Regions from separate parts of the Mus musculus genome. Here regions 1, 2, 3, 5 and 6 are each linked to region 4. A link is a contact called in public HiChIP or PLAC-seq, capture Hi-C and promoter capture Hi-C data. All regions are on one chromosome and are shown on one strand. The core of a region is the stretch at or near the end of the contact, and the rest is flanking DNA. Distances in the headings are between cores, read along the strand shown. Region 1 holds the start of Card19 (caspase recruitment domain family, member 19). Region 2 holds the start of Nol8 (nucleolar protein 8). Region 3 holds the start of Ippk (inositol 1,3,4,5,6-pentakisphosphate 2-kinase). Region 4 holds the start of Barx1 (BarH-like homeobox 1). Region 5 holds the start of Susd3 (sushi domain containing 3). Region 6 holds the start of Bicd2 (BICD cargo adaptor 2).

Region 1 (3,992 bases), core at 767-3,266, 550 kb after region 4:
CATGAGCCTTTCCCTGTAACTTCCCTCCCTGCCAGCTCGTACCAGAAACTTGGCTCTGTCACCTCATCTTCAACTTCAGCAGCCCAGACCTAAGTCCTCACTCTGGCATTTGGGACCCTGAAGCAGCTGGTCCCACCTGCCCTTACTCTGCTCCTAGGGTCCCAGAGCCTTCTGTCTGCAGCTCACTAGAGCCAGGACCCATGCAGCAGGCTGGGAAGATGTGATTGATTTATGCCCAGTTTATTTAGCCCCCTTCCAAGAATTCACAATTCTCCTGGGGTCCAGAACTTGAGCATCGACTCCCCTCTGAACCACTCCCATAAGTTCTTGTCATAGTACTTGGTTTGGCTTAGATCACTCGCTCCATACTATACTGCCTATTCTGTGAAGACACAACTCTCAGTATCTATCACCACCAAACACACACACTTTCTCTCTCTCTCTCTCTCTCTCTCTCTCTCTCACACACACACACACACACACACACTCACACTCACACTCAGAGGCAACAAAGACTAATGTGTATGGCAGACCCTCAGCTGGTGCACCAGGGCACTGAGCCAAGAATGAACAAGGGATCTGTCGCCCCAGGGCTGCCCATCCAACCCTCTCAGACTTCTGCTTTTCAGTCTCCATCTCCCACTAGAAAAAGGTGGGATGCTTAGAAGTGTCAAAGCGCCAGCAAGTAGACTGCAGAGAGGAAAGCGTATTATTGCCACAATCAAGGCCTGCCTGTGTCCTTCCAGCTAAAAGTTCTCCACCCCCACAACTACCTGTTCTCCTGGAGGTGGGATGTCTCATTTTCCATGGGTATCCTGTCTCTACAATGGGCCCTTGGAGGCCAGCACAGGCGAGATCTGTCCCACACATCCTGATGAACTTACTAGAGGATCTGGGAAACCAGAGGCTGAGGCCAAGGCTCCCATTCTGCTCCTACCACTGACCAGCAGGGTGGTCTGGGGGCACTTACCCAACCTGAGATTTTATCTTCCCATTCCTACACAGACATGAGAATATTCCTTCTGCCCCCAAATGGCTATTCTGAACAAGAGTGTATATTAGGGGCTCTACACATAATGCTCAGAAATTGCAGCTCCAAACAAGAAGGGCCTGGAAGATGGGGTCTCCTCTAACCTGTTCTAGAAGTCACCAGGTTGCAACCTATGAGGTCTTATTTTTGTGCATGCCCAACGCTGACTCCAGTTTAGAGACCCCTGGGATTTCTGGGGTTACCTCATCTCTCTGGGCTATCCCAGGTGAACTCTGCCATATGAAGTACAAGAGACTCCCAGAAAAAAAGTGCATCTGGTAGCTATCACGTTCCCTAGGCTCTAAGGCAGCAGGGGTCCCTCGCTGACTCATCCTCTCATCGGATCTTTTACCGAGAGAACTTAGCACAGCAATGTCACTGTGTCCCTCTGGGATCAGGAATAAAGTGGGTGAGTCCCCAGAGCAAAAGGGTTGGGCTGGGGCAACCAAGCCATCCTGGAGAAGAGGGATCCAGTTGTTGGGTCCGAATTCTCTAGACCCATCTAGAGCGGGAAACACGGGCGTCTCCCTGGTACTACAAGCTACCCAGGTTTGCAGCGCCGGTCCCGCCTCCAAGGGGGTTGTGTGCAAGCGGCGCTCTAAAGTCTCAGCAGACTGGCGAGGAGCACCATTTCCCTCTCTCAGATCCATCCCGTCCCGGGACACCGCCCGTTCCGCAGGCGCAGCCGGTGCAGTGCACCGGGAGAGCGCTCACCTGCTGCTCTTCCTCCTCGACCCGCGACGGCCCCCCACTCAGCACCCGAGACCCCTGGCGCCCCCGGCCCGTCGCGCAGAGCCCGGGACACCCCGCCGCCGCGCGCCTCTTACGCCCGCGTCGCCGGCGCCAGCTGACGCCAAGGTCACACGGCTCCCGTCGCCCTCCTGGACCCGCGCCCACCTGTCATGGCGGAGGACACGGCGCCGCCCCGTCGTCCTCGGCTGTCCGCCGCCCGGCGCGAGGGCTCCGGTGACCGCCGCCCGCAGGCCTGGCCCTAAGCCCCGCCTCTTCCCTATAGGTCCCGCCCAGCGACGACATCTTAGCCCCCAAGCCCCTCCCTCCGATTAGCCACGCCCCTTTCTGTACTTCGCACTGGAGACGCGTCAGCCGTGGGGCGGCTCGGGCTCTAAACAACTTCCCTAACTCTATACTACGCGCAGCAGAGAGCTCGGCCCCTGAGGAGCTTCTCCTGTAGCGACGCCGGGAGTCCCGCTCCAGCTAGCATAAGTGACCTAGCGGAGAAACTCAGTACCCAAGTCCTTGTCTGGACCAGAGAACTCAAGCCACGTCCCGGCTCAAGGCTCGCCCCATTCACAGCCTCTCCAATAGCTACCCGGGTCGGCGTCCCTTCGCCTATGCCCTGCCCCTCCTCCCGGTCTTGTGCCTGCTTTTTGCGGAGGTTAGGAGGTTATTGTGAACTTCTCAGTTCAATTTTCTGCTGCTACGCTCTGGCCACCCCACTCCCATCTCCTGGATGAAGAAACCGAGTCTTAAAAGAGACGAGAATTACCCAAGGTCACATAGGAGGTCAAGTCTGGCATAAAAGGCTGGTGGGAGTTCATTGGCAACCAGGGACCGAACGGAAGTCCACAGGGCCTCGACCGGACAGTGATGAATTGAGACTTAACAGAGAACTTAGTGGGTCCTCGTTCTACCAAGTCCCCCATTTACACAGAGGACAAATGGCTGGCATTGCCGCCTAGTTAAGGAAGTCATGTAGTCTGACCGAGCCTCAATTTTCCTAACTGTAAAATGTGTGGCCTCAGGTGATAAATCTTTCTGCCTCCCAACTTGTTTCCCTTCTGTTGTACATAGGCCTGGCTCTTCAAGCTCTGGTACCAACCACAGGAAGGCCCCAAGCCCAGGCCCAGCTAGGAAATGGAGATCTGCGAGGGTCGGGGAGGCAGGACCCTCACAGCCAGCAATGGCAGCAGGCACCAGATTTTGCTTCTCCGCTGGTGCGGCTAGTCTGGCACACTTTAGAGCTGTAACTTGAGATATTGGAACCAGACCAGGACCAAGACCAGGAATGGAGGCCCCAGGTCTGGATGCACTTCCCGGACAGTCCAGGAACCCCCTGGGTCCCTGAGCCCTCCGTGTCTGTCTCTGTCCTCCCCAGTGCTGCAACCTCTCATCTTGGGAGTGAGAGGCTCGAAAGGAATCTGGAGATTGACTTACAAGGTCACTTAGAGCTCCAAACTCTTGGACCCAGTGGTATTGATCAATACATTCCTGCCCCTTGCTAAAAACTGCAGAAAGCGAGGTTTGCTCAGGTTCCCCACCGGCCAGGCAAATGCAGAGTCAGCAGGCAGCTGTCCTCAGCACTAATCTGTGCCTGCAGAGGGGACAGACAGCATGGACAGACTTTGTTCCAGAGCAGGGTATAGGTACTATGTACCTGACCTACATGTGTGCCTGGGCCAGTCTGGGCTAGATCCAAGGGCTACATCTTGCAGGAACCCTGCACAGACCCCATTGGGACCATTCTGAAGGGCTCCAATTATTGCACACCCATCACTGTGTTCTAGCAGTGGGGTGAGACTGAGGACTTCCTGAATCATGCATTTTTAGGCATCCCTTGCCAGACTCCTCATCAGGAAGGCCAGCATTCCACCTTTGTATCTTCCTCTGAACCTGAGGACCTTACTTGGTCCCATGAGAGAAACTGAGGCCCTCACCCCCTTTAGCAGTCTGAGGTAGCCTCCCAACTGCAGGCTACCTGCTTCTTGGCACTCCAGAGTCTGTGCAACATTTGATCCAAGGACAACACTCAAGTTCACAGAGATTCTACATCCTAGACCATATAGGAGTCCCCTTCCCCCTACCTCAAGCCTGCAGGGAGAGAAGACCTTAGTCTGAGACAGGACAGCTACAGGGACACACGGGGCTACAAAACACACCCAATGTCCACTCCAGGATCTACAAGAGATGCAAGGTAGACCCCAGATCTAGGGATAGGCCCTGG
Region 2 (4,112 bases), core at 103-2,602, 990 kb after region 4:
TTCTCTCTTTGAATGGGCAATGCTTGGGCTTTGGATTTCTCTAGGACCTTAGGCAAGCTATTTAACTATTTAACACTCAGATCAACTACCTTTAAATAAGGCTTAACAATAGTAACTAATCAGAAGACTATCACAGTTTCCTATAGAAGGCATTAGCCATATATACCAATTTGACCATGCTAGGCTGCCCTGCCCTGGGGCTATATACCCCCAACCCTTATGTTTCTAACATAATGCAGAAAAAAAAAAAAAAAAAAAAAAAAAAAAAAAAAAGGTCAGGGCCCCTTAACTACATCGTTAGATGAGTCACAAAAACAAATCCATGAAACCAGAGTAAGGAGGGAATCCCAACTAGACAAGAGCAAGTATGGTGGCTCAGGTAATAACTCCAACACTGTGTGTGGGAGTTGGGGGCTGCGGAATAGAAGACTCTTGAGTTTGAAATCAAATTGAGCCAGTTCCTGACCTACAGAGTAACAATGTCTCCAAACCCAGAAAAACAAAACAAAACAAAACCAGCTATCTAGATGCTGTTCTCCCGAAGGCAAAGACTGCTTAAAGAAAAGCCAGATTTTCCCTTTGATTCTCATCAACTGGGCGAAAACAACCCTTAAGGAAACTATTTTCTGCTGATTATAATCAAGTCATAAGCCCCAAACGCAGCGTTCACACACTCATGAGGTCATCGTTCTCCCAGAACACTGATTCAAGTTCACATTTCAGGACGTCTCCCACCACGTTCTTGAGCATGGGTCTTGGGGGGGTGAGGGAGTCGGAGTCCAGAACTGTCATAAGGTTGAGAGGTCCGCGGGGTGCTACAGGGCATGGGCTGGGAGGGATGGACCCGAGCCACGTACCAGGCTCCGGACGCCTTCTCCCCAGCGTTTTGCAGCATTCTGCACTCTCGCTGCAGCGCTGCGACCTCCGCCTCCAGGGCGCGCAGTTCGCGGGTCTCGGAATCCATGGCTACCGACGTGGAACCCTGAAGGTGAAGTAGCCCGGAGAATGGCAGTCTGGGCGCCTCGGGCAGCCAGGAGACTTCAAGGAGCGCGCGCGCTCCTGGAACGGACCACTCTCGAGCTCACGGGGGGAGAGGCTGCCGGGAGTCGCGCGTCCACGCCCACGGCCTCGGACGACGTTCCCGAGCCTGACGGCCCGCGAAATGTCGCGTCGAGCGTCTAGACACCCCCGCCGCCTCTGCGAGTTGGTTCGTTCCAAATTGCACGTCACCCTCCAACGGCCGCCCATCCCGTCTAACGGCCACTGGGCCAGCCGAGCTCTTACGTCACCGAAGGGGGCGGATTCTCGGAAGCACGAGGAAAGGAGTCTCTTTATTTTGGTTCCGCTTCTTCACTTCCGCCTACTTGAACCGGAAATCAGGAACCACGCGGCGGAGTGTCTTTTCTGTAGGAATTACCGATTTTTATTTTTCTTTCTCACACTCTGTCAGTTTTACAACGTGGAGGAGAACTAACAGAACGTCAGTAAAAGCGAAGGCGGAGGAAATAAAGAGCCCTCTGGAACTGCGGGATAACGGAACCTTAGGAGATTGGGTTGGAAACTTTGTAGGAAGGAAAGGAAAATGCACTTGCCGGCACGTGTTATTAGACGTTAAGTGCTACGCCGGGCTTGAGCTGAGTCGGACAAGCGCCCTGAGGAAGAGTGTTTGCTCGTGAGAAGTGATGGGCTATTGGGCTTAGCCTCTCCTCTCCTTCCTTAGGGGCTTCTCGAAGAGAGAGGGCAGGGCTGGAAGGATGGGGCGGTGGCTACCAAGAAGGGGTACACTGTAGGTTTTTTTCCCAGAGTGCTGGCCTTTGCTTTGGGCTTCTGCCGCTATTTAGTGATCTCGCTTGGAAGGAGACAGCCAACTTTTGAGAAAGGTTTGAGTAAGAGCTGAACATCCGCCGAGAGCTAAACGAGATGGAGCGACCTCTGGAAAACGTTTCCAGCAATCTTGGTAGGACAGTGTTAACAATTCCGGGTTCCAAAATTAGACTTCATTATGATCCTTGCTGTCACCACTACTGTTTTCTAAGTGGCACTGGGAAAAGCCGTAACCGCTCCTACTCCCCTGACCGATGAGATCCACTCAGACTGCTTTGAACAATACAGGCACACAGTGGGGAAACATATTTTAGGTATAACTTAAGTTGCCGTCTTTGTGATTTAACAGCGCTTAGGGGACACTTGTATTTTGCCATACTATTGTAATTGCAGACTTTGTTATGACTGGAGCTCCAGGATGAAGCTATTTTTATCCGTTAGCTTACTATTTTTGCCAGTATATGTTAAGGTAAAAATGTAGAAATGAATGGGGGAGGGCAGTACTTCGAATAAAAAATCAATAAGGATAAGATATAATAGCTGTGGTTGTTTTAGAGAAAACATCTGGGAGAAGATGTGTGGATGTGCTGTACTTAGGTGCAGTTGCAAAGTGTGTTCATTGAGAATGTGGATGGAGGGCCTTTGTAAAATCTCCACTGATAAAATCTGAAAGCAATACATATGAAGAGACATAGCTTCATAAGATGAAGTTGGCACAGAAGTTTCAGGGGAAAGAGTTGTGTTAAATTTCTGGAAAACTATTAAATTGTTTTTCTGTCCAAAATTAACTTTTCCAGATAGATGCCCAACATCCATGCAAGGCAACAGAGAAATGAAGCGCCTCTTTGTGGGTGGACTTGGACAGGGCATTTCTGAGACAGACCTACAAAATCAGTTCGGCAGATTTGGAGAAGTTTCTGACGTGGAGATCATCACTCGGAAAGATGACCAAGGTAAATCTGTAACACGAGGGAGTTAAAAACAGACAAGGTCAATGATATTACAGGAGAAGCAACCCCAGAGCTGAATGTTAGCGCTAAACATCATATATGGCTTCCTGGATTATTTCATATGAAAATTAATTTTGAAACCAGAAAAAGTATAAAACATTTGAATTTCTAAAACATCTGTACTTTGAATTTTCGGAGTCAACATTCTAACATTATCTTATTAAGTAGAGTGTCACTAACAATCAGGATGTCTGAACTGATTACACACTAATATACTGTTAAGAGGTGTCTGAATTGATTACTTCAGGGTTTTTTGTTTTTTTTACTCATTTTGAAATATTTTGATCATGTTTATAAAAATGCAGACTTTAGTCAGGTGAGGTAAAAAGTATTTTCTTTCAAAGAATAAATATCTATGAATGCACTTTTTGAGCTTGGATAGCTTCTTAAGGCTAGATGTGGTGTTTGATATTTTTTGATCTAGACCTCGAGGGGTTGAGGCAGATGTATATTCAGGGCCAGCCTGGTCTACATAATGAGTTACAAGACAGCCAGTCCTATATAATAGAGAGACCCTGTCTCAAAAAAAGAAGTAAAGAGAGGGCTGTTGAGATGTATATTGTTTTCTGGATAAGGATTTAAATCAACTTAAAAAAAAATTTTTTTTTGGTAGGAAATTCACAGAAAGTCTTTGCGTATGTTAACATTCAAATAACAGAAGCGGACCTGAAGAAATGTAAGATCATCATGTATTTTTTTATTCTAATTGTTAGTATAATTGTGTAACTTGAAATGACTTTGGTTCCATAGCTAAGCCTTGCTAGTCACTTAGAAGTTGTGTAGATGGACAACCATGATCAAGAGAATTCTGGAGCCCTTTATTTCGGGTTTCAGATGTGTTTGTGTCAGAAAGTATGGTATCACACATTGGCACTTTGCTCAGAAACTAGTGTTTTCAAACAATTTGAACAAAGGACCAAACTATCAATAGAAATTGCCTATTACATTTATCCCACTTGTCATTAGAGCATACCTTTCCTTGGTCTCTTTGGTTTTTTGGGCGGCCAATCCTTTGTCAGTAAGACCTGTTATAAAAGGTCCTTGAATATGACCAAGGTCATTAGAATATGACCTTGCCAGAGCATATCTTTGAAACTCGTATTCTTATTATAAGATTAGTAAAGATAAGGCTAAATACTAGCTTCCAGTGACTAAAAAGATGGAGATGATTTATTGTTCAGTCGATGCAGTTAAAGTATTGCAGTCTCTTGGAAGTCAAAAAAAGAAATAGTGAAGGGCAGGTGCCACTGGGAGAGGACAGTCAGCCTTTGATCATTT
Region 3 (4,025 bases), core at 102-2,601, 760 kb after region 4:
TGGGGACGACTTGTATCCCACGCAGGGGTAGAGGAGTTGACCCCGAGGGGAAAGGGGTCCCAGTTTTTATAGGCCCTCACGGGGGGGGGGGGGGAGGAGAAGGGGGGAGTAGGGGATTTCCAGATCTAAACAATGTCTATTCTTAAGAAATGGGTATGGGAGGGGTACAAGGAAAGAGTCTGGTGCAGGTGGAGCAACTCTGGATTGGCCCGGCTGTGGTTACTGGGGAGATTTTTCGATTCTATCCCAGCAACCAATATCACAAACACCTCGCAGTGAGGTGCAGCAGTGGGCACACACCTGGGTTTAAGGAACGGTCAGAACATTGGCAGACACACGGGTTCAAGGCGCGGCCAGAGCATTGTGCACCTCTATTTTTCTAAATCAGTGAAGCTACTTTTACTAACAATGAAATCTATTTTGCCAATTTGAGGGCTTCTGTGACCTTTTACATTCTATTAGGATCTTTCAGTCTGTTGTTGGTGTCCTATTTAGAATGAACAGGTTTTTTTGTTTTTTTCCCAGTCTTCCTTGGAAAAATTAACACAAAAAAACCCATACTATCTGCCTGCATTAAGCTGGATTTTCTTCACATACACCAGTTACAGCAATATTCAGTGCTGTGGCCAAACAATTTAACACAAATATGAAAATTATGTTTGAGACAGGATCTCACTAAGTAACCCTGGCCGGTCTCGAACTCCTAGAAATCTCTTGCTTCCACATCCAGAATGCTGAGAGCATCACCATGTCCAGCCCCAAATCATTTTTAAGAGCACAAGGACCGCATATAATTCTTTAGGCAGCTCTACCAGGCAGGGCCAATCTTCCCCGCATTAAAGGATAAACTGAGGTCATTGCTTTCTGCTGGGATGGGGTGGGAGAGTCTATTGCCTCATCTGCATTTCTGGATGTCTTGGGGCAAAGGCTCCACGGTGAGGTTTCCTCGCCACGTTTCCCGGAGTAGTGTGAACACCACCTAATGGCTCTCTTGGCCGGAGCAAGGCCATTGAAGGTGCATCCCATTCTACAGATGTAAGCGGAGGCTCAGAGTCGCCCGGCGCCTTACTGCAGCCCCACGAAGATCCAGCCGTGGCCCTAGGACAGTGCGAGGGTGAGCGCCTCGGACTCGGGGCGCCAGGAAGCCGCCGGCCTCAAGGTCCGGGAGCAGATCCGGAAACCTCCCTTCCGGTTCCCAGGTCCGCGTTTCGGAAGTGAGTCACTCTGCCAGCACATAATATGGCTTCCACTCCACCTACCACCCTGGACGTCGAGGGTAAGGTGGGCGGGACCCGGAAGTTGACCGTTCTGGGAATGGCGGCCGCCGGGGGCGTGGCTTCCGGCGCTCCTTGCCTGCAAGTCGCCGCCGCTGAGAGCGCAGGCGGCAGCTGACAGGCGCTTTTCTTCAGACGGCTGCGGCGGGAGCCCTGCGAGGCGGGCGGCCTCCAGCTCTCGTCCCCACGTCCCGGCCCGCGAAGTTCCAGGGCGCCGGGGCATGGAAGAGGGGAAAATGGACGAGAATGAATGGAGTTACCATGGCGAAGGCAACAAGAGCCTTGTGGTGGCCCACGCGCAGGTGAGCGGCTGGCGGGCAGCCCGGCTCCGGGCCTCACCCGACGGCTCCCGAAGCTCTGTGCCTGGTACCGTCCAGGTACCCAGGTCGTGACTCTTCCTCCAGCTTCCGCCCGGGTGGTTCCCTGGCACCCCCACAGTACCCTCCTCTGCTCCATACTCATCCCCGGCACCCCTAGCTCCGTTGGCTCCCCTTTCCTCCTAGTGTCCCTTCTCGGTTCTCTCTGTCCCGTCAGTACTCTTTCCTCATGCGCTGTGCGTGCCGCGTGGCCTCACACCGTGCAGCCTCCCCCGGGATGCTCGTCTTACTGTCAGGCAACGGTGGGCCAGAGGCTGAGCCTGGACCAGGGCCTGGGCAGCACAGGGGAAAGTTCCCAGAGTGCTGTCAGCCCACCGAGTGGAGTTCAGCCTCGAGAAACCACAGAGCTGGTGTTCTGCCTTGCTGCTGCGCTGTCAGGAACGGGGCGCTGCCACAGGTTCGCGTCCCGATCATATACTTTAAATGGTTTCTCCTTCGTTCAACTTGAAAGGCGGTTTCAGAAGATGTAGTCCTTTCCAAGGAGGCGAATTTAAAGGAAGAGAAGCATATGGATGGATCTGTGTGCAGCCCCAGATTTCTCTGACATTTTGCTGCCTGATTACAAGCTAGCAGGAATGTGGTGGGCTGGGGGAGTAGAAGGCGGGGAGGTGTCATGTGAGAAGGTTAATAACTCAGGGAGCTGGGGTGATTCACACCTCCACCACTGAGAAGCAGTAGGCTGCATTAGGAAAGTGAAGAGAGGAATAGGATGTACTTTTGTCTCTCTGAAGTTCAGATTGTATGGAGCTGTACTGAGTGTTGAGCAGCCTAGAGCTTGGGTCTTGTGTCTAGTTGGCACCTCTGACCTCCTGGTGTATTTGTTCAGAATGTAGACTGAAGAGGAGAAGGCCCCTCTTGGAAGTGTTTTAAGGCCTTTTGTGACCAAGGAGTGCTAATGTAAGTGGGGTGGAGAAACTCTGCTCCCTTCGGTCCTGGGCATGTCTGTAGTCCCCCTTCTCCTTTGAGAGCAGGTGAGCTTTGTTTCTCTGCTCAGCTTCCCAGGCCTGTCTCATCCAGTCCTGGAGAGAGGGAGGCTTTTACCTAGCCTCCCCAGGCATGCTCACTCTTTCTGATCGAGCATCAGTCACTGAGTTGAAAAGCTCTTCTAAAGTCCCCTGTCAGCCCTTCCTCCTCTGTAGCATGCATACACAGCTATCCTTAGGCCCATCCTGCAGGAGCTGGGCTGGGGTGGGGGAACTGGACATCCGTGCTGTCACTGCCACGTGCAGACGGATTGAGAGAGAAAATGAGCCTTCTGGGGACCTGGGGTCTTGGGGTAGAGGAGATCAGTGAGGGCTGCAGGAGTATATGGGGCATGCTTGGGTGCGCAGGAAGGTGGACCGCTAGCCAGTTTCACAGAGAAGAGTTGTATCAGGGTTCTCTGTCTCCCCTACCCCTAGCAACACCTCCAGAAGTTTCCACTGTTACTTGTCAGTCTGAGTTACGTCGTGATTTGTGACAGCTTTGCGGTTTGTCCATTCTCAGGTACGGTACCTTAAATCCCTGTCCACCTGGCTCAGCTAGCCCTCTGACCCACTCACTAGGCTGTCAGCCACCTGGTCACTGTCCTGTCTACAGGCTCAGGCATAGACCCCGAGGGCTCTTGGGCAGGAACTTGCTGCATTTTAGCACTGGTGGCCCTCCATGCAGCCTGAGGGTGTGACTTGAAGCCTGTGGCCTCCCTCAAGGCTACTGCAGCTTAACTGTCCTGAGGCAGCTGCATTTGCTTCCTTTACCTTCCTTTGGTTGGTTTTGGCTCTGGAGTCTTGTGAGCTCACTGTACATTTCATTGTCATTCAGTCTCTTACTCAGTTGTCCCGGGCACCTAGCCTTTTGGGTTGTGTTGGCCATGAGGTTCAGGGCAAACAATGTCCACTCCTATTATTATGCAGAGCTGTCATGTTTTCCTTCTTCTTGACAAAGGTATCGTGAAAGACTTGTTATTTAACTAACCTGCCCAGAAAGAACTTTTGTTGAGACTTGAAGAGAACTGCCCATTGCATGTTGGTCTAGTTTTAAAACCTTTCAGAGACCGAGTGGAGAACCTCAGGTCATTTCTAGAGCCTGTAGTGTCTGGGGCATGTGTCTGGAGTATTTAGGGCTGAACATCAAGCTGTAGGGATCATCTCACACTTTCTGTCTCAGTTTTGCGTTTTAGGATTTTTGATTTGTGGGTTTATGTTTTGCAATTTACTATTGTCTTATATGTCCAATTGAAACAGTTTAGATGGTCATTTTATTGTGGATGGATTTGTGAAAGTAGGTGAATAACCCTCAGTGTGGGGAAATGTTAGTAATGTTAATTGGGAAAAGAAAATTACAGACAGTGTGATTGTAATTACAACGACTAGAAGAAAATATGTCAAATATTGCC
Region 4 (3,989 bases), core at 627-3,126:
CCATTGCCACTCTGTCTCTGATATGTGTGCGGGTGGTCTTAGTGGGTCCTGTATCACCCTTCTAAAGAGTTATTTTGGTTACCTGATTATCCCCTTTCAGGAGTCTAAAGCAACGGGAAGCCACTAAAGACTGCTTCCCTTCAGTCCTGATGGTGGTCTCCTGACTCAGAAAGTCGCTGCACATTTGGCTGAGCTGTAGCAATGAGCTTTGGGGGGGGGGGGTCTGCATCTCAGCAGAACATTTGGAAAGATGCCCTTTGTCCCCTTCCCAGGCTCAATGGTCAAAGGCTATTGGTCATTTCTTAGTGTCCCGGATGCTACAGTCCAGTAGGCTTCTGAGCCCTCCACCCCAACCCCGTCAGCAGGCAGAAGAAATTATTTCAACTTGGAGAGTTGGGATATAGTGTGATGAACTCAGTTTCCCAGCAGTGAGGGCTTAGGCTCTGTGGAGAGCATTCGTGGGAAGTAGGAGTGGCTTAAAACATGGAGTCCAGTCTAGGAAGGCTGGACAGGGTGGAGACAGAACCCAAGACTCCTGAGAGAGGCAGATAGGAAATACAGCAAGTCCTCTCCTAGCCTCCTGAGGACACCCTACCCTTCTTGCTACCCCTGAACAGCTGGCATGGGTCACCCTGGGTATAGAAAAGTCTCACCTTCCATCCCCACAAACTCCCTGGAGCCAAGAGTCAAGTCTTCCAGACTTGAGACAGCTCAGAAACTGTCAGTGCCAAGACTCAAAGAGGCACACTCAACAGAGGTTAATTTGGGGAGAGAAAAAGAGAATGATCTAACAGCCCCATCTTTAGTCCTGTGAGAGACTGGAGGCTCAGAGATGGAGCTAGGTCCCCAGACTCTCAGAGTATTCCATGATCCCCTGCCTCAAAGTTCATCCAGTGACAGTCTTTCCCCTTTTTATTCATCTGCCCTTATTCTATCCCTTGCTCTAAGTAAACATAACTCAGCCCACTAAGTCTGGTGGTTGCCAGAGAAAATGTGTCCAGGTAAGCTTAAATTAGAAATTTAGGTAAATCCTAGTTGGAGAATCTTTTTTTTTTTCTCCCAGGGTAGCTTCAGAGATTTGAGATCAAAATGGTAAACTGAGGTTGGGGTGGACAGGGAAGGGGGGGAAGTGGTGCACAGGCATGGTCACCACCCTGCGAGTTACACCCCGGTGTATTGCACTGGATCCCTACAGCATCTCGCAGACCTGGGAAAGCTGTTTAAGGCTACCCCTTTCCCAGCTTGGCTTTTGCCCCTCCTCCTCACCACCACTCCAGCCCCTCCCCATCCCACCCAGTCCGCTGGCCTTGCTGCTGTGCCCTCCCCGTGCCCTCCTGCACCTCTGGGGCTCTCTCCTCTCTACGTCTCGGCGCACTCACGTCTAAGAGGCGTCTTGGACACCTTCACATCACTGCCTAGGATCCTGCGTGGTCCTTGCTGTCTGTCTTCAGACTTTTTCACGCCTCTCATTCAAGATCCTCGGTTTGCCCATCTCCGCAGTGTCCTATCCTCAGGGCTGTCCTCTTGGGCGAGCTCTCCTCTTTTTCCCTTGGTCCCGGCCTGCGAGCCCCTATCCCGGGCTCTTTCCCTCCTTCCCTCCTCTCAACCTCCTTTCCTCCCTCCTGGGTCCCTCCCTCCGGCTGGGCCTAGTGGGTGGGGGGCGGCAGCGCGGGGCGGGGCGGGGCAGGGCGGGCGGGGCAAGGCAGTGACGCGGGGCTGGCCAGGCTAGAGGCGCGGCGGCGCGGGGCGGGGACGCAGTCCCGGGTCCGACTGGCCGAGCCCCGCGCGCCCCGCCCGCGCCCTGCGCCTCCGCCCGGCCAGCCGGCGGGGGAGGGGGCATGAGCCGGCGCCCGCGCGCCGCCGCGAGCTGCGGGCCGGCCTAGAGCCCCGCGCGGGCCCCGCGCCGGAGCTTAGCCGCCGTCGCTTCCTAGCCGCGGGCGCATCCCCGGGAGCCGCGATGCAGCGGCCAGGGGAGCCGGGAGCCGCGCGCTTCGGTCCGCCCGAGGGCTGTGCGGATCACCGACCGCATCGCTACCGCAGCTTCATGATCGAAGAGATCCTCACTGAGCCTCCGGGGCCCAAGGGCGCAGCGCCCGCGGCCGCCGCTGCCGCCGCGGGCGAGCTGCTCAAGTTCGGCGTACAGGCGCTGCTGGCCGCCCGGCCCTTCCACAGCCACCTGGGTACGTGCAGCGGCCGCCGCGCAGAGGACTGGGCTTGGCGGGCGGGTGGGAGTCGGAGACCTGGGGTTGTCCGTAATTCATCCTCTTTCTCCCCTGTTTCTGGAGCGACCTGGGATGCAGCTCAGCGCAGGCCCGAGGCACCTACCTCTCTTCGCGCACTCCAACGGGAAAGTGGAGGGTGCGAGCAATGAGCTAGGCAGAAACCAGGCCTTGTGTCCTCGCGTCAGACCAGAAGAGAGTTTGTCTTCTGCTTCAGGGCGGCTTCGAGTTTTTTCGAATCGGGTGATAGGCGAGGCCAGGAGCCAGAGACCGCATCCCTATGGTTGCTACAAAATCAATCTACCGAGCACTCTGGATCAAAATGACTTCAAACCAGGGGAAGCCTGAGTTTCGCGGTAGGGTTGGCTGGGCATAACAGTAGCTGCCCAGACTGGGAAAGCTCTGGAGAAGAGGGTCGTGTCGCATAGTGTTGGATGCCCAAGCCATCCAGGAGCCTTTCAGAACCCCGTGCTTTCCAGTCAGCAACCGACCGAGGCCTGTGCTGCGGCCAGGGTCTCCGTAGGCCTTGTTTGAGGGAAAGAGGCCTGGTTGTGATCCGCTGCCCAGTTGGTCCTTCCATCCCGAGATCTGCTGGGCTTTCGTGCGTCTTGAAGCACTTGCTCAGATCTTTTCTGTCTCCGTCTTGTCTCTTGGGAGATTGTGAGGCAGTCTGCCCTGTACTGCATCTCGGCTTAGGGCTTAGTGACTCTCTTTGGTTGACCTCCTTCCTAGCCTTTTGGTAAAGTGGATCTGTCTCCCCTCTACCTCTCCCCCTCCGCAAGATTCTCTTCCCACTTCCTGCTATGTTTTCTATGCTCCCCTTACCCTGATGGTTCTCAGCCAGGCAGATCCATCCTTTCCAGTATCTCTTTTAGGAGAAGCCTACCAGGAAAGGAAGCGTCCAATATAGACTCCAGCTCAGCTAGCGGCCTCCGGAACCGGCCCCAGATTCTGTCCAGTCTTGGTAGCAGCCAGTCCAGTTTGCCTCTTTGATGTTCATCTGGTTCACAGCCTCTCTGCTGCCGTTCACTATAAAAGGACTCTGTTGTTGGCAATTCGTTTGAAGCGGGCAAACAGCCGATTTAGGGCTAAAGAACATGGAGAGGTCTTCATGCTTCTTGGGGGGAGGGGGTCTGAACAGAGGAAACAAGAAAGACAATTTTCAGGTTCAAAGGATGCTTTGGTGACCCTTTCCTCGCCAATGTCCAAGCCTCAGCCAGTGATGTAGGTACAGCGCCCAGAAAAACAAATGCTCACATTCCACAACGTTCTTTTCCCAATGCAAAAGCTCCCCCACCCCCGCCCCCGCTTCCAAATTCACCCGTTTCTTCTTAGTTTCTCTTTTTCACGAAAGGCATACTCTATGTCCTCGGAGCAGCGAACTTGCTCTAAAGCATCCTGAAATCTCGGAGCCTACTGGCTCATGGGGACTCCAAAAAAGAGCAAAGGATGCGAGGGATACTCTTTTCTAGACTCCTCGGGATAGCTACCTGAAGGAGGGTCGCCCAGGATGCTGGGTTTAAATCCCCAGGGAGTGGCTGGTTCGGGCTCCCAAACGCAGCAAAGCGCTGTGGCGTGGGAGGCTGGAATCCAGTTCACCCAGATCTTTCTCTCTTCTCTCTCTCCCCTTCTCTCTTTGCTCTGTAGCGGTGCTGAAGGCTGAGCAGGCCGCAGTGTTCAAGTTCCCACTGGCGCCGCTCGGCTGCTCCGGGCTGGGCTCGGCGTTGTTGGCCGCCGGGCCTGGGATGCCCGGCCCCGCAGGCGCATCGC
Region 5 (4,565 bases), core at 1,662-4,161, 590 kb after region 4:
TTGTTAATCTTTTATCTGGAACCTTGGACCACAGGCAGGGACAGCATCTTCTGTCCTTTCTGAGGCCCATGGGCCCCTCACCCTGACCTTTTAAATACATTCCCTTTTACTGGCAGAGGTTGTATGGGTTCAGAGAAAGGGAAGGCAGGCCTGTGGGCGGAGCCTTACTGGGACTTTGGTAGCCAGGCTGGTGTTCGCACCTGCCTGTGGGTCCTTACATAATTTTTGCTCTGGGTCTGCATCTCTCCAAATGTGAATCAAGGGGAGCTGGGGGGGGGGGGCGGGGAGGAGATGGGATTCAAACTTCTTAAAGATGACTGAGTTATTTGTACACAGACACTCTAACCGCAGGAGCCCTGGACACCAGCAGCGAGGACAACATGTGGTCCTAATCCCGAGTATGTAAGGCCCGTAGCCTGGCTTTGTGCCCTCAGGGAAGTCATCTGTTCTCTCTGAGCCCATCTTCCTATGCCCCTGAAACCATGGGCCATCCAGGCTGGGGTCCAGACCATAGACTGTGTTCTCTTTCCGTGGCAGAACAGAGGCTACTCCAGCCAAGGCAAATGTATCTCTGAATCTTCTGGGGGTGCATAAGGCAAGGGGAGAGGAGCGCCATGCTGATTCACACCGGCTAGCACTGGGCCTCAGTTGCTCTTATGTAGTAATGGGCACAGCAGGCTACAGGGATGAAGCTGAGAACACCCTTCAAAAGGCCCACCTGCACTTATTCACTGAGCCTCTCTTCTTGTACTTTTCAAGGTCCCTTCTGGGGTTAGCAGGAGGTGGCCTCCAGCCACTGGAACCCTGTGTTCCTGGAAAACCTCCCAGACTAAGGAGTTCAGGAGCTGCCCTGGGAGCAGAGCCAAACCCTCTATCCAGTCTAGATAGGAGACCCGGGCTGAGTGAGGGGTGGGGGGAAAGATGACAACACACTTAGTCCTGCCCGGAGTCCTACCCACAGGAGAACACAGACCACCAGAATGTTCAGTAATGGGCCCATTCTACAGACTGTGGGAACTACACATCCCCATTTTTTTTAATCTCTCAATTATCTTCTGACAACACCAAACTATCTCCACACAGCTTCAGGCCTTCTTTTCCCTTCCCTTCCTGGCCTGTTAAACAGGCTAAGGAAGCCCCACAGACTCTTCTAATCAAGAGGCTCTCCTATACTCTGGGAATCCTGTCCACAGCCTTGGGGCAGGAATACCGCACTCACCTAGCATCTCCTAAGGGAACTGAGACACTGGGGTAGGGACTCATCCCTAGTAAGAGAGGACTACAACCAGAACTACAACAAGGAGCCTGGGACATGCTTAGAAACTGGGTGCCAAGGACACACTGTGAGGATGTGGATTCCTCCTGATGCCAGGTAGGGCAAGGGACAACTGAGACACTGGACTCTCAGACTTTCTCCAGAGATTCCGATGCAAATAGCCTTTTGTTTGCAAATTAAGCAGGGCCCCAAGGCCACCCCAAGGGATAACCTTAGGCAAGGCCATCCACTTCTAGCTGGTGACACCTACTCCTCCAGACTACTATGCAGAAGGTACTCACAAGCATGTCCCCCCTTCCCCCCAGCAGTACCAGGCCCAGAGTTAGCCTCTTCTAACACAAAGGCGCTCCTGTGGAGTAACAATTAGAAAGCTAAAACTAGCCACACCTGTGGGGCCAGCAATGGGCTGGCACGATGGGATGGTATCAAACGGATCAAACCCACTAAAGGTTTCTCAACCTGGGGGTCAGTCGACCCTTTCACAGGGATCTCCTAAGACCGTTAGAAAACACAGTTATTTGCAATAGGATTCATAACTAGCAGGATTACAGTTATGAAGCAGCAATGGAAATAAATTTATGGTTGGGGGTTACCACAGCACGAGGAACCGTATTAAAGGGTCGCAGCATTATGACGGTTGAGAAGCACTGCTCTAGGGTGAGGGCAATGTGCCTACAGATCCTCAGCTTCCTCCAGTGCAATGCAGCTAAGCCCTCCACAGAGGCAGGAAACCTCCTGGATGCGCAGGACTGAGCTCTTGGGAGGAATGTGGTTTTGGTGGTGTTTCTAAGAGTTAGCAAAGCTGACATCAGCATCGCTTCTCGCCCTTTTGGCTAAGATCAAGTGTAGAACCCTCTTCGGCACACTTAACAACCATTTTCCCTCCTCCCGGAGACCTCTGACCTTTGACAGCCTAGATGCAGCCCGGGTCCTGGTTGCTGGATAACCTCCCATCTCCTCTATCACAGGCTCACTTTCCCTTTGGTAAAGTGTGGCTGGAGTAATCAACAAAGATGATAACAACTCTCTGCAACCCAGAAGACATTTCCATGACTCCCTCCAACCCCGGGCCGCACACCCCGCCAGGTGAAGCCGGCTCCGACTTCCGCAGGCACCTGGGACTGCGCGGGGCGACCGTCGCCGAATCCGTGCAAACGCTAAGAGGTGCCCGCCGCCTGGTTTCGGGCCGCTCGCCGCCCCGTTTCGGCTCAGTTGGGGTCGCCCGCTGGATCGGCGGGAAGTCAAGAAGAAAGTTCGTTCTCGAGAAGGCCCTGGCAGTGCGATGCACGCCCCCTTCCTGGACAGGGTCCCCAGCACAGCAGCCCCTCGCCCCTCTACTTCTCCGTCGGTGAAGAGGGCACTGAGAACTGCGGCCCTAGCCCTCACCTGTCTGGTTCACTGGGACAGGCGTTGTGTTCCCAGCACGCCACCGCGGCCTCGCTCGGCCCCGAAGGGTCGCAGACGTTCGGCGCATCCTGAGCGCTCCGCAGTGTTCTGTGGAGCTTGCGGAGGTGGGGGCGGGACTTAATTGAGGGGCGGGTCGTTGGAAGGCGTGGCTGTCTCTAGCCACACCCAGGTCGCGCCCTCCAAGACGCTAGAGTTGAACTTTAGTCCGGTCCCGCCAACCCCTTGCACTGGGTGGCAGAAGTGGGATTGGACACCTGGAGGGGCAGAGAATGGGGAGCCTCCAGGCTGATCGCCTCGAAGTAAGCCTTTGAGCTAGAGCCGTCTTTCTGCACACCCTTCCTCTCCCGACTCACCTTTGGACTCTAGGGCCAGGCAGGTGACCTTGGAGAGTGACAGCCTCCTCATTCTCTTCTGGAGTCAGGGTTGGTAGCACCCCCTAATGTCTCCTTTTCACTTGAACTTGCGAGTCACGCGTGATGTGACTTTCTTTAATGTCCTAAAGTTGAAATCAAGCTTATGTCCGGTCTGCTGCATCGTGAAAGGCAGGTCCATCCACAGACCCCACTGTGATACCAACCCCTCTCCTACCCCACCCCCACCATACTCTGAGATATCAGAATTCCTGGCCACATAGCCAGAGATCCCTGTCTGCCAGTGGAGAGCAGCTGCCTGGAGGCTCAGGGATGGGACTTAGAGGGATTTAAAGTGTCCTTGATTTGTGGGTAGAAGCTGTGAAGGACGTGGGGGGGGGGAGGCACCTACCACCATCGTGTGGCTCAGTGCCGCCCCTCCCCCCTCCCCCTCCCCCTCCCCCTCCCCCAATGTTCAGCAGCGCTGACCAACAGTTATTTAGGGTGGGGATGTTTCCTAGGCTTACAGAACAAAGCACTACAGATAGAACTCCACAGAACCACAGATCCACGTTGTCTCATCATACAGGAGGTGGGGCCAGAGCTCTTCAAAGTCTCCAGGGAGCATCCTTTTTTTCTTTAGATTTATTTTACTTTTATGCATGAACGGTTGGCCTGCATGTATGTGTGCCTTCTGCATGCCAGTGGTTGGCTGTGTGTCACCATGTGGGTGCTGGAAACCAAACTCAGATCACATGCAAGAACAGCAGGTGCTCTTTACTGCTGAGCTATCCTTCCAGCTCTTGTTTTCTTGGTTCTTTAGTCTCTACTCAATAGAAAAAAAAAATGAGAATTTCACCCCCAAAACCTTTCACAATGACTCAAGCCCTAACATTCCATTGTCGATGGGTAAAAGGTTCAGATAAGAGCTGTACAGGGCGCCGGGGCGGTGGTGGCGCACGCCTTTAATCCCAGCATTTGGGAGGCAGAGGCAGAGGCAGGCAGATTTCTGAGTTTCAGGCCAGCCTGGTCTACAAAGTGAGTGCCAGGACAGCCAGGGCTACACAGAGAAACCCTGCCTCGAAAAAAACTCCCTCCCCCCCCCCCCAAAAAAAAAAGAGCTGTCCATGGGAAAGCACAAGGATTAACTTCCTGATGGTAGGTTAGAGGGGAGGAGAGGAGTTGGTTATATGCCTGGGATCTGACCACTTTGCAGTTCTACCATCCAGGGTGAGTCAGCTCATCAACAACTAGCACCCACCTCCACCCACCTCGGGTTCAGAAATGATGGCTTGAGAACCCTTTGAGGGTGTGTGTGTGTGTGTGTGTGTGTGTGTGTGTGCCATGGGGGTGACTACTGAGCACCTGACACCTGCCAGGCCAGTTCAAGAGCCAAGGATACAACAGGGCACAGGGAAAACTGTCAGGAAGCTGGCTCCTCCCCCTCACGCCTCACTGCCACTGGGCAGTGAGGTTACAGGCATTCTTTATTCTGGACTTTCTACTCTCTTTCCTGTATTTTCTGACTTTGC
Region 6 (4,159 bases), core at 764-3,263, 680 kb after region 4:
GAAATATTGAGAGCACTGAGTGAGCCAGGCTTGTGACCCAGGGAGTACTAAAGAGGTGGTCTCTCATCTGAAAGTTGGGGGAAGATCTACATACATCATCCTTGAATGTGGAGTCCTCTGGGTCTCTCTCTCTCTCTCTCTCTCTCTCTCTCTCTCTCTCTCTCTCTCTCTGCTGTCACCTCCTCAGAGAAGTATTTCCTGATTGCCCCACTCCAACCAGTGACAAGGAGATCCTAGAAACCTTCTTCCAGGCCCTAACCTTGCTGGTCAGCACTGTCCCTGCTGAAGGAAGCCCACAATAGTAGTGAGCTATCATTTGTATCTCAAATCACCTTTATCTTCAAGTTCAAAGTTCCCTGGTCAGGTTCTCACCAGAAACTCATGGCTCTCCCCCTCCCTACTCACACCTGCCTCACAGTCAGGTTCAGGTGGGTATGGAGAGGTTCCCAGGCAGCCTGGATAAGTGTAGGTTCTGTAGAGCTTGGGGACTTGTTGGAGGAAAGTTTGTTCCTTCTAAATCCACCTTCACTTAGTGTGAACAGCTTGCGTAGGCCTGATATATGGGCCTCAGTGTAGAGCCAGGACTGTTGTACAAAATTAGGCTGGTTGGCCAAAGAGAAGGAGGAATAACACATTTACTTATACAGCGCTCTCTCTCTCTCTCTTTTGAGACAGGGTCTCTCTATTTAGTCGTGGCTGGCCTGGAACTTGACATGTAGATTAGGCTGGCCGTGAAATTCTTCTACCTCTACCTCCCAAGTGCTGAGATTAAAGGTGTGTTCCACCACACCAAGTTGATTTACTATGCAATTCTTGTGTTGATCCTAGATTTTCTTTTCGCGCGCGCGCGTGTGTGTGTGTGTGTGTGTGTGTGTGTGAAGTGGGTTCATGTTCCTGTGTGTGTGTGTGTGTGTGTGAAGTGGGTTCATGTTCCTGTGTGGGCACACAGGCCCCACATGCACTGGGAATCAGAGGACAAGATCCAGTTGTCAGTCTTTGTCTTCCATCTTGTTTGAGATTGGTTATCTCTGCTTTTCTTGTCTCCCCCTCTCTCCCGCCCCTGTCTTTCATACTCCAGCCTAGCTTCAGGGGATTCTCCAATTTCCACCTCCCATCTTTCCTCAGGGACATTGGGATGATAGACTGTGCTTTAGGTGGGCTCTAGGGGCGCAAATATAGGTCCTTGCTCTTACTGAGCAAGAGCTTTATCCTCTTAGCCATCTCTCCAGCTGACCTCTATGTTTGATGGTGGTCCGCAGCTGTAGGGTGTGGTGTTGCGGGGGTGTGTGCAGTGAGAAAGGGAACAACACGCTTGTTATATCCAAATCACCATGCAAGGAGGGAAGTTTTATTTAGAATTATAGTGAAGAGTACAGCTACGTCTCGCCGAAAACGGGGGACGGACAACATTTAAATACACCTTTGACATTATGCTCACGGAGGTGCCTTCATTTCCATGAAAGAAAATCCTAACGGACAATGGACAAGAGGAAGTAGTATCCGGGCCTGGGCTCCCCTGAGCCCCTAGCGTCAGGCTGTTGGCATCCTTTTGGCAGTGCCCGCGGCCCGCCACAAGTCATTCAAATTCCGCATAAAGCGCGCGCCACACAGTCTCACCAGCCATGCTCTGACGTTTCAGGACGCGAATCTTACTCGTGATATCCACAGCTCGGATCACCTTACTCCACAAAGGCTGGGAGCGGAAGGCTTGAGGTTCTCCGGGTGGCTGCCGGGTCCCTGGGCTGGGGTCGGTGGCACCCCTACTTTTGTCACGTCAGACGCGCCCGCCAATCAACGATTGGAGCCAGGCGGGTACAGAGCACAACGGGCAAAGCAGTGAGCGTAAAATAGGACTACATCTCCCACAATGCTAAGGGAGACGTAGCTTTGCGTCACGTTAGGCGCCTGCCCCCTTGAGATTTAGACCAATCACAAGCGCGGACCAGGTGGGCGCAAGGGACTACGGGTTGTGTAGTCCATGCTCAGTGGGACTGCAGCCCCCAGTGTTCCGCGCGCGTCAGGGAGGAGCAGTGCGGCGGCGCGGGCGGCCGTCGGGGCTGGGCGGCGGCAGCGGCGGCTAAGAGGGCCCGGCTTGTGGGAGCCAAGGTGGGAGCCGGCCTCGGCGCGCGGCCACCATGTCCGCGCCGTCGGAGGAGGAGGAGTATGCGCGTCTGGTGATGGAGGCGCAGCCGGAGTGGCTGCGCGCCGAGGTGAAGCGGCTGTCCCACGAGCTGGCCGAGACCACGCGTGAGAAGATCCAGGCGGCCGAGTATGGACTGGCGGTGCTGGAGGAGAAGCACCAGCTCAAGCTGCAGTTCGAGGAGCTCGAGGTGGACTATGAGGCCATCCGCAGCGAGATGGAGCAGCTCAAAGAGGTGAGTGGTCGGCTGCGACCCCTGCCTCGGGCGCTAAGGTCACCCTGCCCAGTGGTGGGAGGTACCAGGGGTGGGGCAGGAGACCTAGAGTTGCGGTCCCGGGCAGTGACGGTGAAGGGACCCTGTTCGGCCCTGTGTCCGGTTGCTGGGGTCCAGACTCCCTGCAGCCCCACTCACCCGCTAGTTTTCTTTGCAGGCCTTGTTGGCCTTTTCGTTGAGGACTGATGTCCTGCTATGGTTATTGCTGCCTAGGGTGTGTCTGTGTGGTTGGTGGGGAGCAGATGATGCCCTTACAACTGAGGCTGTCCGTGCAAGTGACCCCAGGGAAAAGCTGGACCTGGGGTTGGTTGACCACAGTTTGTCACCTTCAAGCAAATCACTTCCCCCCCATTTTGGAGCAGCTGCTTTCTGTGCTATTCATCAGGTTTCGTGACCGCCTGAGGCTGGGAAGGGATGGATACAGGGCTGAGTGAGTCGCAGCCCCTGGTTGCCTATGGCCCTTGACAGGCCGGCTTTCCCGATATCCATCGCTCAACCAGCTGCTTTTTCCCCATCTCATTAATGGTGCTCCCACTACTGGGATGCATGGCTTCCATCGACCGCTTCCTGTCTTGCTCTGCCTCCTAGGGCCTGCCTGTCACCGTGGAGTCTGTGTTCTTCTGTTGGAAACATGGTACTTTGTGTCATCCCACTGTAGGAAGAGAGGTTAGACTCCCAGGCTGGCCAAGAGCTTGGGGAGGGGCAGTAGGAGGGACCTGGGTAAGCTTTCTGGGATGATTTAAGTATTAGTAACTCTCCCATCTTCTTGACTCCCCAGCCTTGTTCTGGAGACTGGGGGAAATGCTTTATGGGAGAAGGACACACTTGAGTTTGGACCAACCCCTTCTTATTGCTTGTGATGGGTGAGCCTTGGGTGAGCCATGGGTAAGCTCTCCTCAAACCTTAGCTTCCAGCTCTGCAAAGTAGGAATACAGCTTTGCCAATCCAGAAGTATTGCTTTTAGTATTCTATATTTGGAAAGGCCTGGCATGGGGCCACACAGGTAGCTTGTTGGATTATCTCAACAGTTTCCCTTCCCTGTGAGACTCAGTTCTGCTCTTGAGTATTAATCACAGGCTCATCTTTTGATACTTCTGCTCCCAGTCAGCTTTGGATAGATGCCTGAACTCTTGAGAGCCTCTCTGACTTTTAGGGGAATGAGTCCTTAAAGTCTGGGTAGAGCAGGGCTGGGTGAGTCCCAGAAGTGCCTGCTTCTTTGGGCGGGTAGGAATTGAGTCTTCACACAGATTCTCAAATCTGTTGCCTGACAGAGGACATTAGTAACTTTCCCAAGCCTGGCTTCATTTGGCAGAGGGTTGACCAAAGGAGTGGGACCCCTGGAGGGGGAGGGGCAGGCAACCCCCTGGAGGGGGGGCATGTAAAGTGATGTGATAGATGAAGGTCAGAAAATATGGAGTGAAAATATGGAGTGGGTGTGTCCTCTTCCCAAATCTAGTCTTCTGGGCTCCCATTCCCCCCTCCTTGGTCCTCCAGGCAGGTAGCAACTGTTAATTATAGTGCCACTCCCTTTGCACATACAGATGGGTTGCCTTCCCACTTCCTATGGAATGCCTGTGAACCTCTCCTGGGAAGCTCACTGTCCTCTTCTGAATTAACAGGTTTTCTTCAGTACTATGTGCAGTGAAAACAGGCTAGCTGGTCCCAACTTTGGTGACTTCTATTGGTCAGCCTCATGGGATTATTATTATGGGCGGAATCATTTTATGGCACAGTGAAGAGCAATG

What was found. Promoter capture Hi-C pulls out the DNA fragments that hold promoters and counts their contacts. HiChIP or PLAC-seq counts read pairs in DNA pulled down with a chosen protein or histone mark. Capture Hi-C pulls out chosen DNA fragments and counts their contacts.
Region 1: an H3K4me3 HiChIP or PLAC-seq map of embryonic stem cells shows a contact between it and region 4, with 41 read pairs. The contact joins the promoter of Card19 here to the promoter of Barx1 in region 4. A contact is called at or near these places in 7 of 39 promoter capture datasets (cranial neural crest, embryonic stem cells, hippocampal neurons and 3 more), 3 of 15 datasets of contacts at CTCF or cohesin (embryonic stem cells, large pre-B cells and stem cell-derived epiblast-like cells), 18 of 484 Hi-C or Micro-C datasets (the G1E-ER4 cell line, Sertoli cells, cerebellar granule neurons and 8 more), 19 of 115 datasets of contacts at active chromatin or transcription factors (bone marrow-derived macrophages, craniofacial prominence, embryonic basal ganglia and 8 more) and 1 of 9 other capture datasets (embryonic stem cells).
Region 2: a promoter capture Hi-C map of adipose tissue shows a contact between it and region 4, with 2.5 times the contacts expected there. The contact joins the promoter of Nol8 here to the promoter of Barx1 in region 4. A contact is called at or near these places in 5 of 484 Hi-C or Micro-C datasets (B cells, cerebral cortex, cortical neurons and 1 more) and 1 of 9 other capture datasets (adipose tissue).
Region 3: a contact with region 4 is called in a promoter capture Hi-C map of embryonic stem cells. The contact joins the promoter of Ippk here to the promoter of Barx1 in region 4. A contact is called at or near these places in 2 of 39 promoter capture datasets (embryonic stem cells and pre-B cells).
Region 5: a capture Hi-C map of embryonic stem cells shows a contact between it and region 4, with 2.4 times the contacts expected there. The contact joins the promoter of Susd3 here to the promoter of Barx1 in region 4. A contact is called at or near these places in 2 of 39 promoter capture datasets (both in embryonic stem cells) and 1 of 9 other capture datasets (embryonic stem cells).
Region 6: a promoter capture Hi-C map of embryonic stem cells shows a contact between it and region 4. The contact joins the promoter of Bicd2 here to the promoter of Barx1 in region 4. A contact is called at or near these places in 3 of 39 promoter capture datasets (cranial neural crest, embryonic stem cells and pre-B cells) and 1 of 115 datasets of contacts at active chromatin or transcription factors (pro-B cells).

The regions. Positions count from the first base shown.
Region 1 is chr13:49,214,010-49,218,001 of GRCm38.p6, forward strand. It overlaps Card19 (caspase recruitment domain family, member 19), which reads right to left and starts at 2,017. Exons shown (of 6, transcript NM_026738.2): 1 at 1,928-2,017. The coding sequence starts at 1,934.
Region 2 is chr13:49,651,726-49,655,837 of GRCm38.p6, forward strand. Nol8 (nucleolar protein 8) reads left to right here and starts at 1,353. Exons shown (of 17, transcript NM_001271397.1): 1 at 1,353-1,957; 2 at 2,622-2,777; 3 at 3,448-3,510. The coding sequence starts at 1,921. Cenpp (centromere protein P) reads right to left here and starts at 1,006. Exons shown (of 8, transcript NM_025495.3): 1 at 858-1,006. The coding sequence starts at 964.
Region 3 is chr13:49,419,891-49,423,915 of GRCm38.p6, forward strand. Ippk (inositol 1,3,4,5,6-pentakisphosphate 2-kinase) reads left to right here and starts at 1,352. Exons shown (of 13, transcript NM_199056.4): 1 at 1,352-1,576. The coding sequence starts at 1,496.
Region 4 is chr13:48,661,160-48,665,148 of GRCm38.p6, forward strand. It overlaps Barx1 (BarH-like homeobox 1), which reads left to right and starts at 1,877. Exons shown (of 4, transcript NM_007526.4): 1 at 1,877-2,180; 2 at 3,867-3,989. The coding sequence starts at 1,958. Gm36606 (a long non-coding RNA gene) reads right to left here and starts at 1,633. Exons shown (of 4, transcript XR_382336.3): 1 at 1,380-1,633.
Region 5 is chr13:49,245,383-49,249,947 of GRCm38.p6, forward strand. It overlaps Susd3 (sushi domain containing 3), which reads right to left and starts at 2,912. Exons shown (of 5, transcript NM_025491.4): 1 at 2,663-2,912. The coding sequence starts at 2,750.
Region 6 is chr13:49,339,536-49,343,694 of GRCm38.p6, forward strand. It overlaps Bicd2 (BICD cargo adaptor 2), which reads left to right and starts at 2,014. Exons shown (of 7, transcript NM_001039179.2): 1 at 2,014-2,375. The coding sequence starts at 2,136.